Linked DNA regions of Mus musculus: region 1 is linked to region 2. The links are chromatin contacts, called in public Hi-C maps. All regions are on one chromosome and are shown on one strand. Each heading gives the region's core, a stretch centred on a gene start, on an enhancer-like site or on the middle of the called end of the contact. The rest is flanking DNA. Distances are from core to core; before and after follow the strand shown. Region 1 overlaps Prkce (protein kinase C, epsilon). Region 2 overlaps Prkce (protein kinase C, epsilon).

The links. Hi-C and Micro-C count contacts between places; a contact is called where the count stands out from the background.
Region 1: a contact with region 2 is called in a Hi-C map of CD8 T cells, with 1.6 times the contacts expected there. The contact joins two enhancer-like sites. A contact is called at or near these places in 2 of 39 promoter capture datasets (the C10 cell line and liver), 12 of 484 Hi-C or Micro-C datasets (B cells, the C10 cell line, CD4 T cells and 8 more), 7 of 115 datasets of contacts at active chromatin or transcription factors (Th17 cells, bone marrow-derived macrophages, cardiomyocytes and 4 more) and 1 of 9 other capture datasets (embryonic stem cells).

Annotation. Positions count from the first base shown.
Region 1 is chr17:86,435,671-86,439,565 of GRCm38.p6, reverse strand. The region is part of intron 2 of Prkce (protein kinase C, epsilon); the gene reads right to left. The region is part of intron 1 of Gm30284 (a long non-coding RNA gene); the gene reads left to right. Among named protein-coding and RNA genes, the nearest start is that of Gm30284, 7.4 kb to the left of the region's middle. Within about 2 kb of position 1,790, at least 134 of the 459 cell types and tissues checked have an H3K27ac peak or open chromatin away from gene starts, as enhancers often do. A contact at or near this core is called in B cells, CD8 T cells, Th1 cells and 1 more, where this site is marked.
Region 2 is chr17:86,203,724-86,208,232 of GRCm38.p6, reverse strand. The region is part of intron 1 of Prkce (protein kinase C, epsilon); the gene reads right to left. Among named protein-coding and RNA genes, the nearest start is that of Gm52296, 37 kb to the left of the region's middle. Within about 2 kb of position 1,637, at least 19 of the 459 cell types and tissues checked have an H3K27ac peak or open chromatin away from gene starts, as enhancers often do. A contact at or near this core is called in B cells, CD8 T cells, Th1 cells and 1 more, where this site is marked.

The DNA.
Region 1 (3,895 bases), core at 541-3,040, 230 kb before region 2:
ATGAATTATCTGCTGATGGTAGTCTCCCTAAATCAGTCACGAGACAGTCAGGTCCATGAGCAACCTGCAAGTGTGAGGTCATCTTCAGACTCTGTAAGAGGCATTTGTGCTAAAAGGTAGACAGCAGGAGCCTCCCTGGGAGTTGCGTGAGTGTGGGCAGACGTTCTGGTTTCACGAAGCAATATATGATCACTGTCCTACCAGGAACAGGCAGGACAGGGTCCGAGTAGGACTGGATTCGGGAGTCATTCCTATGTTTGTGAGATTTATTGGATGTTCAAGGTGAATCACCAGGGACTATTCTGGATCTGTCACTAACCGTGTAGTTTTGGTCACTGCCCCCACTCCATCTTTAAACCAACAAGCAGGAGCAGCGTACCTCCAGACTTATCACCCTGTGACTCTCTAACCCCGAGTGTTTCACCAAAACAGAAGCCAAGCCCTTTTAACTCACCCCATGACATGGTGTTCTGCTATCTTTAGACTCCATAGGTCCCCGCTTTTCTTCTGGGCTGTCACGTAGCATAACAATCGGGTGACTGATATGCTGAATTGGGAGTGTCACCTGCCTGCCAAGGATACTAGTAGACTTTGCTCACATTGTATTCTCCAGAAATGACAGCATGTAACCTTTGGTTTGCCCATTGGTTTACTGAATGGTTCATAAATGCAAAGTACTTGGAGCCATCCTGGCCTAGACACTAGGCTGGACATCCAGGAACACAGTGCACTAAAGCCAGGCCACACCCCCAGGGGGGGATGTTCTATGGAAATGCAGGAAGTAAACGCAACTAATGTACACTATAGTTCTACAGGGAAGGCCTGAGCACATAGAAGACAGAGGCAAGAGGTCAGGGGGGTAAAGATGAATGATGCAGAAGGAGGGGAGACAGAGGCGCAGAGACATGGAACTAGAAGACAGTGTTCCATGCAATTCTCAGAAAGAAAAACAAATCGCTGATGGATCTCCAGAGTAAAAAGAACCCCCTGAGAGTTGGAGTTTTCTAAGCATCGAGCTTTGGAGGGCGTCACAGTAGGACCTTTATTTAGCATCTTACTGCTAAGTCACCCACCTAAACACTTTTCTGTCTCCCAAAGAGGAGCAGATGCTCCCAGCATCTTTACTCAATCTTGGTTCCTGCTGCCCAAACATGGTCCCTGGGGTGGGGGTGGGGACTAAGTGGGAACTGAGCATGGCTACAAAGGTACAAAATGGAGAGTACACATGGAGTAGGATTATTTATATGTGGGCATCTTTACTTGGAGGGGGGGGGGGGAAATGCTCCTCTATCGTGTCTTAGTGTCTCAGACTAAGACTAAGGCGCAACTCATGTTTTTCACTTCTCTAGTCCAATTAGCTGCATATTTTTAGCACGTGTTATATAAGGCTCATCTGCCCAAATTCGCTGGCTTGGGGGCCTTTCCTTCCTTTCGTTTCACTGGTGGACTGACCCTCGTGGTAGGATGACGAGCGGATCATGACAAGTCTGTAAATAGCCTGCCCGGGGAGGGGTGGATGGAAAGAGCCCTGGAGATGAAGGGAGGGCTTGTATTTGGTGTGCCAGGGCTAAATCTAACCCTTCTAAAAGGGGAAAGCAAAGAGAACGCACAATTCCAAACTGAGCCGTAGAGCGTTATGAAAAGCTGCTCCGTCTACAAAGGGCACCAAGAAGCAGAATCACAGCTGAGACAGGTGCCCCGCAGCGCTGCTGGAGAAGCCCCCAGGTGGCCTCTGTCAGCGGAAGCAGAGTTTAAGGCTGGTAGAGCGGGAAGTGGTTCCACTACCACAGAAAACACATCACCTTTCTCAGGGCAGGGTTAGCAGCCTTTGAGTAGAAGGCTCTTCCATCACTGCCATACCCTGCAAGCTGGAGGGGCCGAACAAGGAGCCTGGATGATGTACCCAAAGAAGTTTCACTTTCTGTTTCAGTGTGCAGCACCAAGGCTAGGAGTCTCAACGATGCCCAGGACCAGACCACTTACCCCACATTCAATTTACAGAGATTACCATTTAGGCCATCGTACTTTACCTAAGTCCTTCTAAAACAGCAGTTCTCGGCCTGTGGGTCATGACCCCTTTAGCAAATATCTTCCAAAGTGTTTACTCTATGAATCATAACAGTAGGAAAATTACAGTTATGAAGTGGTAATGAAATAACCTTATGTTTGGGGGTCACCACAACCTGGGGAACTGTATTAGAGGGCCACAGCACTAGGAAGGCTGAGAACCACTGCTCTACAACCCGGTACTTAGAGAACAGAGTCTAGAAAGGCTTTTAGGGATGGAAGAGAGGACCTTAGCAGTCAAGGGATTAATGGCTAGGGGTGCGGCCTTACAGCCCTACAAATGACATTCAGAAGCCAGTCAGCCTTCCCCTAATTCTAGGCACATCACAAGCAAGCCTGAGTACACTGGGGCTCTTCACTTTGCACCGCCCAGGCAGGCCGACACCCTCTCTGTTCCTCTAGTGAAGGTGCCACAGTGGGCAGCTGCTTCCTCAGAAGGATGCACCTGTGTAAAGTCCTGGGCACGTCACAGACCACCTGAAGTCATCCTATAGCCAATGGAAGGATAAAGTGGTGCCTTTCCCCAACATCCATCGGCAGGTAGCAATTACGGGCTTGGCTACGGAATGAGATGACAAAATTCCCATCTACTGCAGGAAGGAGAACTGGCTCTCTTCAAGAGACTGCCTTCCTGCTGACGCACAGTTCTGGGGATGAGTTTCCTTCTCCAGTGCCCTTCCCCCTGATCTGAAGTGGCATGGCAGGTGGCATACCCTTGGGCTAGCACTTACAGCTGGGTGCTGCCTGTGAACACGAGGTCCAGGTTCTGCCTCCGGTGCTGGAAACAGTCTCAGCGGTTCTTGTCAGACAGAGCTGGACTTTCATCTCTTTGCTGTGCAACCTTGAGGGAAGGTGTTCTACTTATACAATACTTTTTTGACTATTTAAAGCAGAGGAGCTAACTCCTGCTCCCCAGGGAGGCAGTGAGGAATCTACCAGGTAATGCACGTGGAGGTGACTAGCACAGAGTCTGACCCAACAAGGCAATGTGCAGGGGTGTCTGCGTGCGTGTGTGTGCGTGTGTGTGTGTGTGTGTGTGTGTGTGTGTGCATATGGTATGTGTGTGCATGGTGTGTGTGTGTGTGTGTGTGTGTGTGAGTGTGCATGTATAGTGTGTGAGTGTGTGTCTGTGCATGTGGTGTGTGTGTGTGGTGTCTGTGCATGTGGTGTGTGTGTGTGGTGTCTGTGCATGTGGTATGTGTGTTTGAGTGTGTATGTATGCATGTGGTGTGTATGTGGTGTGTGTGCATGTGTTGTATGTGTGCACATGGTATGTGTGTGTGTGTGGTGTGTGTGTATGTAGTGTGTGTGATATGTGGTGTATGCATGTGGTGTGTGCTTGTGGTGTGTGTGTGTGGTGTGCCCATGTGCTGTGTGTGTGTGAATGTGTGTATGCATGTGGGGTGAGTGTGTGCATGTCGTGTGTGTGTTCGAGTATGTATGTATGCATGTGGTATGTATGTGGTATGTGTGTGTGCATGTGGTGTATGTTTGTGTGTGTGTGTGTGTGTGTACATGTGGTGTGTGTGTGTGTGTGCATGTGGGATGTGTGTGTGTGAATGAGTATCAGTCCTTGTTACACTTTCATGTGCAATGTTCCTCTATAAGCGTATGTGCTCTTCAATCTTGGCTCTCAGTTATTTACTATTTTGGGAGGTGGCAGAACCTTGAGAGGCAGGGCCTGGTTAGTGAAGGTGAGCCACAGAACCCAGGGCTTTGAGGGTCAAAACCAGGCTCTGTCCCTGCTCCCAGCTCTTTACTTCCTGTTTTGGTTAGCACATGAGAAGGTCTGTCATAGGCTTCTGTCACACCACACCATCCCTGCCAC
Region 2 (4,509 bases), core at 388-2,887:
TTGGGAAGGAAGGGAGTCTGCGATAAGAGCGGGGCTAACTGCCGACCACTTCCTTTTCACTACTGAATTCCTTACGGTATTCTTCTATTAAGTTGTTAAATGATGAAAATATAAATATAATTAAGAAATTGCAAATCTATTGCATTTAAAACAGTATAAATCCTTACTTAAAATCTACTATAGTAGCCAGGCACAGGAATTCATGTAGGTAACCCCAGCATTTGAGAACTGGAGACAAGAGGATCAAAATCTCAAGATATCCCTCAACTATAGAGTGGGACTGAATCAGTCTGGAATGTGTTTGAGTCTGGGATATATACACACACACACATATATACATACATACATAAATACATACATACATACATACACACATACATACATACATATATGGATATATATAGATGGATATATATAGATGTGTATATATATGTATATGTATATATATATGGTATGTGTGTCTGTGGAATATATGTGTATCTGTGTGTGTCTGTGTGTATATGTATATACATATATGTGTGTATACATGTTTGTATTGAATTGGAAATATCTAGTTTCTTTGGAGACTCACCCAAAAGTCTTAGAATCCCGATTGGCCACTTCAGAAGGTTTGCACACAATTCCTAGGAATTGGTTAAGTTATCATGAATAAGACAGTGTCCAATAGATTACCTGTGTGCGACCAGGAAAGCAAACAGGAAAGGGGGGATATGGAGTAGAAATATCTGGTTTCTTTGGGGACTCAGTATATATGTATCCTACTGGCTTCAATATATACAATATAGTCGATATATATTTAATATAAACACACACACATCTCTGACTCAGAAGATAAAAGCAGAGCAAATCACATCAACGTTTAAATTAACGTGCTCTTTGATGCTTTCATTCACATGTACAGTACATTCTGGTCAGACACATCCCTCAACCCTCTCTTATCCCTCCGAGCCCACCAATGCCTCCTTCCTCCTACCAAGTCCCCGTCCCACTCCCATGTGGTTTTGACTTTGTGACCTGCTGGGTTTAACAGGGGCCACATGTTTGATACAGCAGTACCCACGGAGACATGGTTAGTGAGAAATCAAGCCCGAGTCTCCAATGCTGTCACACCACCCTAAGGAAAGCAAGGGGAATGAAAGGCCTGACCCACTGACCCTTGGGTTCATGTCAGCCCTCTCCTCCAGTGCTCATGCCCACATTCTGGCTCCCCTAGTTAAGTGGGGCCTGGATGCTTTCTATTTCATCTACATGACATGCTTTAGCTTGAAGGCTATGAGATCTAGGTCTGTGAATTCATCTCTGTCGCCAGTGTGCTTCCACCTCTCGCTTCGTATAAAGCAGGAAAGGCTCAGCGCTTCCACGGCTGCTCTAACCCCTCTCTTTGATGAGGTTTCCCGAGACAAAGAATGCCTCATGGCTCATCCGTGCCTACCCCAACGCCATGCTCTTTTTTTCCCTTGTGTTCTTATGTTTGGGCCACACCATTCCATCTGCTTTGAAATGTGAACTCCCAAAGGCAATGACTCTCATGAATCGTGCCCGCACAGGTCATTCAGGCACCTTCTGACACAGCAGTCCCTTTAGCTATGACACACCGGCTGAGGGATCAAGGAGCGATGGCCACAGGTGAAGTTATAAACTCACCACAACAGTGCGAACATGAGGTCTTCAGTCAGGAGCTTTGCTTCCGCCTGCTCTCTCTGCTCCTTGCTTTCCCTGACTTAGCAAGGCAATAGCTGCGCTGTTACATAAGTCCGGGATGATCTACATTCTTGGTCTCTTTCAAGAAACCCACAAAGTCAACACAATCGTTTGGTGGTTTAGGCACTGGCCATCAACGAAGCCCAGAATGATGCTCTATTTGTTATGTGTAAGATACTTATCCAAAATTCTCTTCATTTTGCTAACATCTATCCTTGACTGTTTATAAACCAGTTATTTTATTTAACCTTATTTTGGAGTTGTGTGGGGAAGCAGAAGTAAACCTAGATACACTTCAAAATAATATTTCAAAGGAGAGGAAAGCTTAAAAACGAAAGTTTGAACATCAAACTTCCTTTCTTCTTTTCTGGGCGCGGGGGAGGGGGGGTAAGAACTCTGATATTTCACTCGAGACTTTCTAAAATGTATATTAAAACTTTTTAACCTACCCACTCATTAATTAATTGAAAAGATTTCCTTCTGGCCTCTGACTGCTCAGGGACCTCCCCTAGCAATTTCCTTACCTATAATTATGTCGATGGGCTGAGTAACAGGTTGTATTATTACCCAAGTCAAATTGATGTGGGTGTGAATGTCCAATCAGAGGGCTTCTCACCTGCTGAGGCCCAGATGACAGAGGAGGCTTTGCCCGCAGGCATTCCCATAAGGAGAGAGCAGGAGTCTCTCCACCCCCCCCCCGCCCCCCAATTAGGCGGTAAGTATCATCTGAGTGTTAGCATTCCATCTCCAAGGGGCAGGGCCATAATAGCTACCAGCAACCCCCTTCACCCTGGCTTTCAAGCAGAGCCCTGGGCACCAGGACAGCGAGAGACTGAGAACTGAACTGCCCCAACATGACTCTTCTTTTCTTCTTTTCTCTCTTTCTTTTTTTTTTTCCCATGGTATGGGGAACCAAACACCATCACTCAACAGATACTAGGCCAATACTCTCTCACTGAAGTGAAACTATAGGCTTCTCACCTTGGCACGGCAAGGCACAGGGCGACTGCCCGACAAGGAGGATTCCTCCCTTTGCTGAAATACAAGGACAATGTCCAAAACTGCAGTACCGATTTTGTTTCTGGGTAGTCTGGCTCACTGCTGAGCTGCTAGTGGGTCTGGAAACTAGAGTGCCCTTTCCCAGCTCCTGGGTGAGCAGTATGACCCAGACCAACAGGGGCCACTCAGACACTGCACCTAACATGCTCAACATGTCTCTGCACACGAACATTTCGTACAACATTTTAGAAGTGGGATTACAAGCTAAGGGGTATAGGTGGCTTTCACACCAATCACTGCTGGTAGATAGCTTAGTGGTTAGAGAGGCCTAGACTCTGGGCTCCAGAGCCTGAACTTGACTTTATGCAGCAAGGGCTTCCATGTGCTAGGCCATCTTACAGCCCCTTGTTTGTTTGTTTGTTTTGTCATTGCTGCTGCCATCTTTTTTTCTTATTGTTTTTTGATGTGATGTAGCATGCAATCCCAGCTGGCCTCAAACTTCCATAGCTTCCAAAAGCCTTAATCACAAAACTCCCAATCTTCCTGCCTCTACCTCCCCTCTACGGGTATCACCAGTACCACACCCAGTGTATGAGTTCCTGGCAGTCATACAGCCTAGGGTTCATTACCCCACCACAGCCCTTCCCCAACTGAGCTATATCCCCATCCCCAAGGACAACTCTGGCTGGAAGAAGTGGGAATGCATGCAGGAGGCCCTGAGTTTGGACCCCGAGCGCCCATGTAGAGAGCTGGGCAGGGTCGTGGCACTTGTAATCCTAGAATCGGGCAGCAGAAACAAGAGGGCTCCTGGAGCTCACTAGCCAGACAGGAGAGAGCATGGTAAGTTCCAGGCTCAGCAGGAGACCCAGACTTGAAAAATAAGATGTGTGCACTAGGCAGAGATGCTGACATCTCTCTCTGGCTGCCATACCTATGCGTGCTGGAACTAGTGCTGCCAGGGGCATGTGCGCAAACACGTGTACACAATAAACAAACAAGAACGCCTTCCTTGCCTTTCTCTTAGAATGAATATGTGACAGCTGGAGTTATGGCAGCCTTCTGGAACAGTGTCAATGAACGCCATACCTTAGAGATGGTGAAATGGAAAGGTATATAGAGAGCCAAATGCCTAATGTATCCATGGGACATCATAGAAATTCCACCTACTTGCTATCAATGAGAAATGTGAGGGCTGGCAGCATGCTGGCTGGAGGGAGTGTCACAGGTGACAAGAGACCAGGAGGAGGCTGCCCACACTAGTCCCGCCTCCCCTTGGCTCCCTTCCCCGCTCTCTGAGAACCAGCAGACAATGGGCAAATGTCACCATGACTTCCTGCTCGCTTGGGTTTTCTCTTTTAGGCAGACACTCTTAACTTGTAACTGGTATATATTAAGTGGCACCTTACGTGAACACCATAGAAATAAGTCTGGGGCCCCCTCTTCTGTGTGTGCAGCGCCTTATTTTCCCAACGCAACCCCGCCCCAAAGACATGTCCACCCTGCCCCATCTCTGGCGTCTAATCGGTATCCTGGGTCACAGTGGAAACTCAGCAGGTGTCTGTCAAACGACAAACTTGGCGTGACACAAAAGAAATGGCCATGCTTTGCGGGGTGTTATCAGGAGCATGAGGGGAAAAGAAAACTATTTTTCTTGCCCTAGGAAACCTGCCAGATGTTCTGTTTGCTTTAATTAACTCCTTGGCACTCCCTCCTGGCGCGATGGCCATTATTTGAATCGGAGCAGTTGTGTCTTCTCAGCTTTCAGGAGGTATCTGCTGAGTAATGAGCTGGAAGAAAAGTCAGAGAATC